2 separate regions of the Columba livia genome follow, and region 1 is linked to region 2. A link is a contact called in public Hi-C data. All regions are on one chromosome and are shown on one strand. Each heading gives the region's core, a stretch centred on a gene start, on an enhancer-like site or on the middle of the called end of the contact. The rest is flanking DNA. Distances are from core to core; before and after follow the strand shown.

Region 1 (2,960 bases), core at 171-2,670, 120 kb before region 2:
AATCCCTGCGGCATCATCACTGGAGCAACGGTGTGCAGGTTAAGTGACTTGCCCAGTGCCACTTGGGAGGTCTGTACCGTTGTACACCTGAACTCCACTCACAGGCTTGCTGCCAGCAGCTTTAATGACCGGTGCCAGGCTGTGGCTTCAGGCTGTGGCGGTAGGAGAACACAACAGTGTAGGAGAGCAGGTGCCCACTCAGCACAGAATTAGGTGTCAGATCACTTTTTCCTTGCCAGATCCCCATGGGCTGTGTCACATTAGTCTGTCATTTGCCCCAGTTTAGAAAAAAGTTTAGCCCAGCCCCATGGGGTGACCTGAGCCACTGTTTTGGGGACAATGGCGATAGCACTGCTGCAGTCTAGGAGAGGCAGTACAGGCAAAGCAGTACAACCTCGATGGGCTCTGCAAGGAGCCTGAGCTTCCCAGCTCCTGCAAAAGGAGCTGGGGGATCCCTGCTGCTCGCTTCCACCCTCTCATGATCAGAGTCCCAAAATCAGACTTACCGTCACGTCTCCTTCTCAGCCTTAGTCTCCCTTTCCCTCTGCACAGACTCCTGGGCCAGCTGCCATGCATGGCAGGGACATGTTGTGGGGTGAGATGGGACCTTGCCAGAAACAGAGCCAAGGGTGCTGTGGAGATGGTGTCTGTGCGTCACAGCCAAAACAGGAAAGTCTGCTTTGCTAGCCCAGGAACCGGGTGGCCCCAGCAGCTCTGTCAGCCCCACCTCACCACTGACCCAAGAGGTGCTCACGCATATGAAAAGCCAGCAGGGAACTCCCTGCCAGACCAGGAAGCAAAACCTGCCCTCTTGCCTGTGAGAAGCTGGTGGGCATCGCTGCCAGGCTCTGCAGCCCAGCAAATTTGCTTCTTCAAGTTATCTCTGCAGTGATGCTGGGCTGGACCATGTGGCTGCAGACACTCAGCACAAGGGGATGGACACTTGCAAGGGGACGGGTCCATCCCAGAGGAGCTCTGCACCCAGGGAGCCCAGCTCATTGGCTCCCAGGGGCACCATGTGAGGGCCTGGGAAACGTGTGCAGCAGTGGGGATGAACAGAGATGCTCAGCTCCAACATGGCAGGGAGGACAGATGGGGTGAAAGGCCGCTGCTTGGGTGGCTCTGTCCCCCAGCACCAACTAGACCAGCACCAGGAACATGGCCAGGAGCAATTTCACTGGCATCCCTGTCTCATTAAATTTATGTTTGCACACTTCCGTTGCTTGCTGCCAATTCAGCAAAGTCAGCCCAAGAATTTGGGGCAGTGCCAGAAGCAGGAAGTGTTACCACAGGTGACCAGTGGCTGACACTGATGTGATGGGAGAGACCCCAGAAACCAGACCTGTCCCAGCTCTGCTCAGCTACCCCAGCTCACCAGTCCTGCCAGATTTTCCTGTGACCACCAAGGTGTTGTCACAATGGGCACCCAGCCGTGGAAGAGGTGCTGGGGCTGCCTCTCAGCCACCTGAAACACAGCCCTGTGTGGAAGCACCCTGCATTCCTGCTGCTCAGAGGAAAAGCATCATCTCCAGGAGCAGGAGATGATGCTGCAGCAAACCTCGGTAAGAGGAATGTGTAGATGCCAAAACACTTTTTGCCCTAAACTGGCAGTCCCTGAGGATATATAGGAAAAATACATAAAGGGGCAGGGGAAAAGGGAACATCCCCAATAAAATCAGTCAGGGAAAGGGGGCTTACACATACATGCTAAAGGCTGAGCATATCAGTAGCTTCTTTGGCAGGAGCCAGGCTGAGGAGGCTGCTGCTCTGGTCCATCTTCCAGCACTGGGGCAGGGATGTGCCCCGTCTGGGCAGGAGAAGAGCTGCAGGATGGCTGCCACCCCTCTGTGTCAGCCCTCTGCCCCTGGCTAGCACCAGCCTTGCAGGGCTGGGTGCTGCACAGCCTGCCCAGGGGAGCAAGGTCCCAGCCCAAAAATCACCCCTGCAGTACATAACAGGCAGCCTCCAGAAAAGACAGGAAAGGGGACCTGAAAACATTACAGTAAATTTACAAATATGGCAAGTCCCCACTGCACTCTGCCACAATCTGCATCAGCCCTTCTCCCTGGCTCAGCTCCCTGCATACACCTGCATTATCTGCAAGCCTCTCTTGAACAGATCCCCCTATATTTTCAGTCAAAACAATTATGTATTTGAGGGCTGGGAAAACAGAGGTCTGATAGTGCGCTGTAAGTACCATGGCTACAGAAATAGACACCACTGCAGCACCTGTGAGTAGCGAGTGGCGACTGAGCACAAGCTCCGAAAAGGCCCAAAAAGCAGGACCTGAGCCCCTTCCCCAGAGCGTGCCCGTGTCCTAGGCCGGCCCCGGCAGCCATGAGCCGCCGGCGCGATGCCGGTTGCGGATGCAGCCTGGCCCGGGCACGGCGCCAGCCCCGCCGCTGCCTACACATCCCAGCAGCCCGGGGAGCGGAGCTGCACCCCGCCTGGCTCCTCCAGCTTCCTGCCAGCGCGGGGAGGGGGAAATATAAACGGCGGCGTCTTGGGCAAAGTTTGGCTGCTGCCACCAGACAGGCTGCGCCGGGAGTGGAGGCAGCGCTTGCGGTGAGTTTGGGTTTTTGTCTCCAGCGAAGCTCCGGTGTGTGCGGGGAGCGGGAGCTGCTCCGCGTCCGCAGCTGCAGGTGGAGCTGCCGGACTTGCCAGCATCCGCCTGCGACGCTTTCCTGCGCGTCTCGCACTGCGGGCATGGGGGGGCTTGCAGCGGAGATGGGTGCCTGTGTGCATATCTGTATGTAAACAATACTGCCGTTATTAGAGGTAGGTAGATGGAAAGGAGAAGTCAGGCTGGGTTTGGGACACTTGGAACGACAAGAGCAGAAATTAGAGGTGGTGTTCTCCCTCCAGGAAGGGCTGCTCAGCTCCATTGCCTCCTCTCATTTCATTTTCACTTTTAGAAGAGTGCTTGGCTGAAATTCGGTTAGAGGTAAACTTCTCACTGC
Region 2 (2,955 bases), core at 371-2,870:
TGTGTACTCTGCTCTGAGCTGGCTTTGGGGACCCTTAGCAGCACACTACATTTTTGCCTGCAAGTTGGCTGTCACCCAGCCCCGTTTTCCATGTACCTACTCCAGATGTGCTGCTGTTTCTCTTCTGTCAGTGCTAGAGGAGCCAAGTGAGGAAGGGGGTAGCATTCCCACCATGCAGACCAAACCATCCCAACTCTCAGTGCTTCTGAATCCTTTCCAAAGCCTCCTATTCTGTCCAGAAAGACCACTAATCCGTCTGCGGCTAGCTAGAAACCATGTTACTGGACGGGATGAATCATCCCCCCACAACTGCATCTCCAGGAGCCGTTTGTACTGCTTGCTTTTCTGACAGCCATCAGATGGTGCCATTGAGTCTTCTCGGGATGTGAAGCCCCGGGGACTGCAGGCTGGCACCAGGAATCATAGGGGAGTCTTGATCCATCTCACAATCTGGGAATAGAGCTTTGTTGCCCAATTCCAAATGTGGCAAAATAAAGATATTTCTCTTTAGCATAGGTGTTGGCAAAGTAAAGCAGATGTGGGGGTTCTGCTGTGTACAAATATGTTAACAAACATAGTGTCATAGTGTCACTTTTTTTTTTTGCTCCCCATTCTTGCAAGACTGGCTATCTTCCTGAAGCTGGACTCCAACAATACCAGCATAGGAGCAAGTGATAGCAGCCTAGGAACAATTCAGCTTCAGTTTCCACCCCAAAAAAAATTGGTTGCATTTGCTGCTGGGAACATGTACAGGTGGTGAACTGAGTTCATGCAGCAGGGCCAGAAAAGAAAGAGAGCAGCAGCATTAGCAAAAGCTCCCTTTCCTTCCACAACAGCAATGTGGGACACAGGACTTGCCCTTTTCAGACAGTCCTAGACAGCAGGCAGCAGGCTGTCCCATGCTTGGGGGTGACCATCTCCTGTCTACTTCTCCCTGCCTCTTCCCCTTTTATTTTTTTAGCACAGAGTGAACTGTAAGGAGAAGAGGCTTGTGCATCAAGGCATACTGATTGCAATGTGCTCATTGCATTTGACATCTCCCCTCCAGATATGTACCCAGGACTTCCAGGGCTTTGGTATTAATAATTCTGTTTGTGTTTTTTTTTTTTTTTTTGCAATGACCAGAGCCTGGCACAGGCAGCCCTGCTGTCCAGCTGAGGCCTCTACCTGGCATTGCAAATATGCATGAATAATAACTGATTAGTGCTTTTCCTGGGTTGGTTTTTGGTTTTAATTGTGCCAGATGAAAGAGGAGAAAAATGCCAGCAATGTGAGGAAGGATGGAGAGAAGAAATAATTACAATTGCATTTAGACAGTGATAAGAATGGCTGCTGAGCTGGGCTGGGTGGTTTCCAAGCACAGTGGGAGCCAGCTTCAATTTCATAGCATAATATTTCCTGCATCCTTAAAATAACTTCTCCCTGCACCCAGGGTGTCACAGGACCTGAAGAGTAATGTGTGCCCCTTTCCTGCACAGGCCCACGCTGCTCTGTGCTTGGTCATCGTCGGGGATGGTTTTGAGAGTGGTGGTGTCACACGTGTCACGTCAAGGCACTGAGTCCCAGCCGAGGGGGCTGCAGCAGAGAGGAAGGGACGCTTTTCAGACCCAGACCTGTGGTCTCTCCAGGAAAGCGGCAGGCTGGGGACATCTAGCTGTTTGAACTTGTCTTTGGTGCCCTGTGAAAGAGCAGCTTCTCTGAACCACTCGGCAGAGACAGGACCTCTAAATTGTCAGGGCTAATTGCTCATGTGAGATGTATTTACAGAAGCAACTGTTAGTGCAGAGCGCAGCAGACAAACAGACTCCTGTTCTGCCAGGCACCCTTTGTAATCGGTGGGGGCTGGGAACACTTTAATGCAGCCATTGGAGGCCTCCTTTGTACCGCAGGCTCCAACCCTGCGCGGGGCTGAACGCCTGCGGGATGCTGAGCCCCCGGCCTCAGCAGGGGCATGGACACAGAGCTGCTGTCTGGATCCAGCCGGCTGCTCGTTCTCATTAGGTGAGCAGGCTGAGGGCACACAGCTTGCTCCGAGCTGGGCACACAGAACCCGCAAACAAAATCTTTGGGTGTGATCCTAGCACGTGAGTCCCACTGTCATCCCTAGGGCTTGCAAATCCAGGGCTGCTTCCATTTGGGCATACAGCTGTGGGGGCCAAACTCTGCCCTGCATGAGAAGTGCCCCATGCATGTGTAGATGGGCTGCCCAACTCCTTGCCTTGCAGGAGGGGTGACATAGGCTCCGAGGAAACTTTAGAGGTCATCTGGTGAGCTGCTTTACCTGTAGCTGCACCAGAGGTAAAGACATGCCAGAAAGTTGTTCTTTGGCTTTCCAACAATGTCAAGGACTGGTTAAAAGCATCCAGGACTCTGAAAAACAGACTTACAGGCTCTTTGCTGCTTGCTGGGTTTTTTTGAGGTGGAGGCCTAGGGGGAGTTTTGCCATCTGGGAGAGAGATGCAGCATTAGGAGAATAATGCAAACAATTTCCGGCACCGTCTCCATCTTCCTGCAAACGCAGGGGGAATGAGCAAATCCTGGCTCCCACTTGTGTGCAGCATCTTTTGCTTCCAGGTAGCCTGCAACCCAACCACACTGGGCAGACATGCCTCTCAAAAATTAAGAATACATCCCCTGTTTCTCACCCTATGCCCTTTTCTCCACCCTGATACAGGCAGTAGGATAAGATACACTCAGGGAAGAGCTCATCTGTAAGGAAAATCAGCACCAGCTATGGCAAGCTACATGGGAGCTGGTGTATGGATCCTGCTTCCCCTATCTGAGGGGGCCATTCAAATTGGCTAGTGTTGGTCAGGCAAGATGAGAGCATGGCTTTGGTTACAGCCTGTCCACAATGACATGGTATTGCCAGTACGAGGACAAGAGGAAACACACACTCATGCAGCTTACAGAGCTCTCTGACACACATGGGTCAGCCCAGGCATACTGACCCCA

The links. Hi-C and Micro-C count contacts between places; a contact is called where the count stands out from the background.
Region 1: a Hi-C map of crop shows a contact between it and region 2, with 2.2 times the contacts expected there. The contact joins the promoter of LOC102090381 here to the enhancer-like site in region 2. A contact is called at or near these places in 2 of 2 Hi-C or Micro-C datasets (crop and liver).

Annotation. Positions count from the first base shown.
Region 1 is chr5:51,997,272-52,000,231 of bColLiv1.pat.W.v2, reverse strand. LOC102090381 (cytosolic 5'-nucleotidase 1A) reads left to right here and starts at 1,420. Exons shown (of 7, transcript XM_021299480.2): 1 at 1,420-1,562. It overlaps SYT8 (synaptotagmin 8), which reads right to left and starts at 737. Exons shown (of 12, transcript XM_065065108.1): 1 at 507-737. The coding sequence starts at 576.
Region 2 is chr5:51,880,011-51,882,965 of bColLiv1.pat.W.v2, reverse strand. No RefSeq gene overlaps it. Among named protein-coding and RNA genes, the nearest start is that of MOB2, 7.2 kb to the right of the region's middle. Within about 2 kb of position 1,620, at least 1 of the 3 cell types and tissues checked has an H3K27ac peak away from gene starts, as active enhancers do.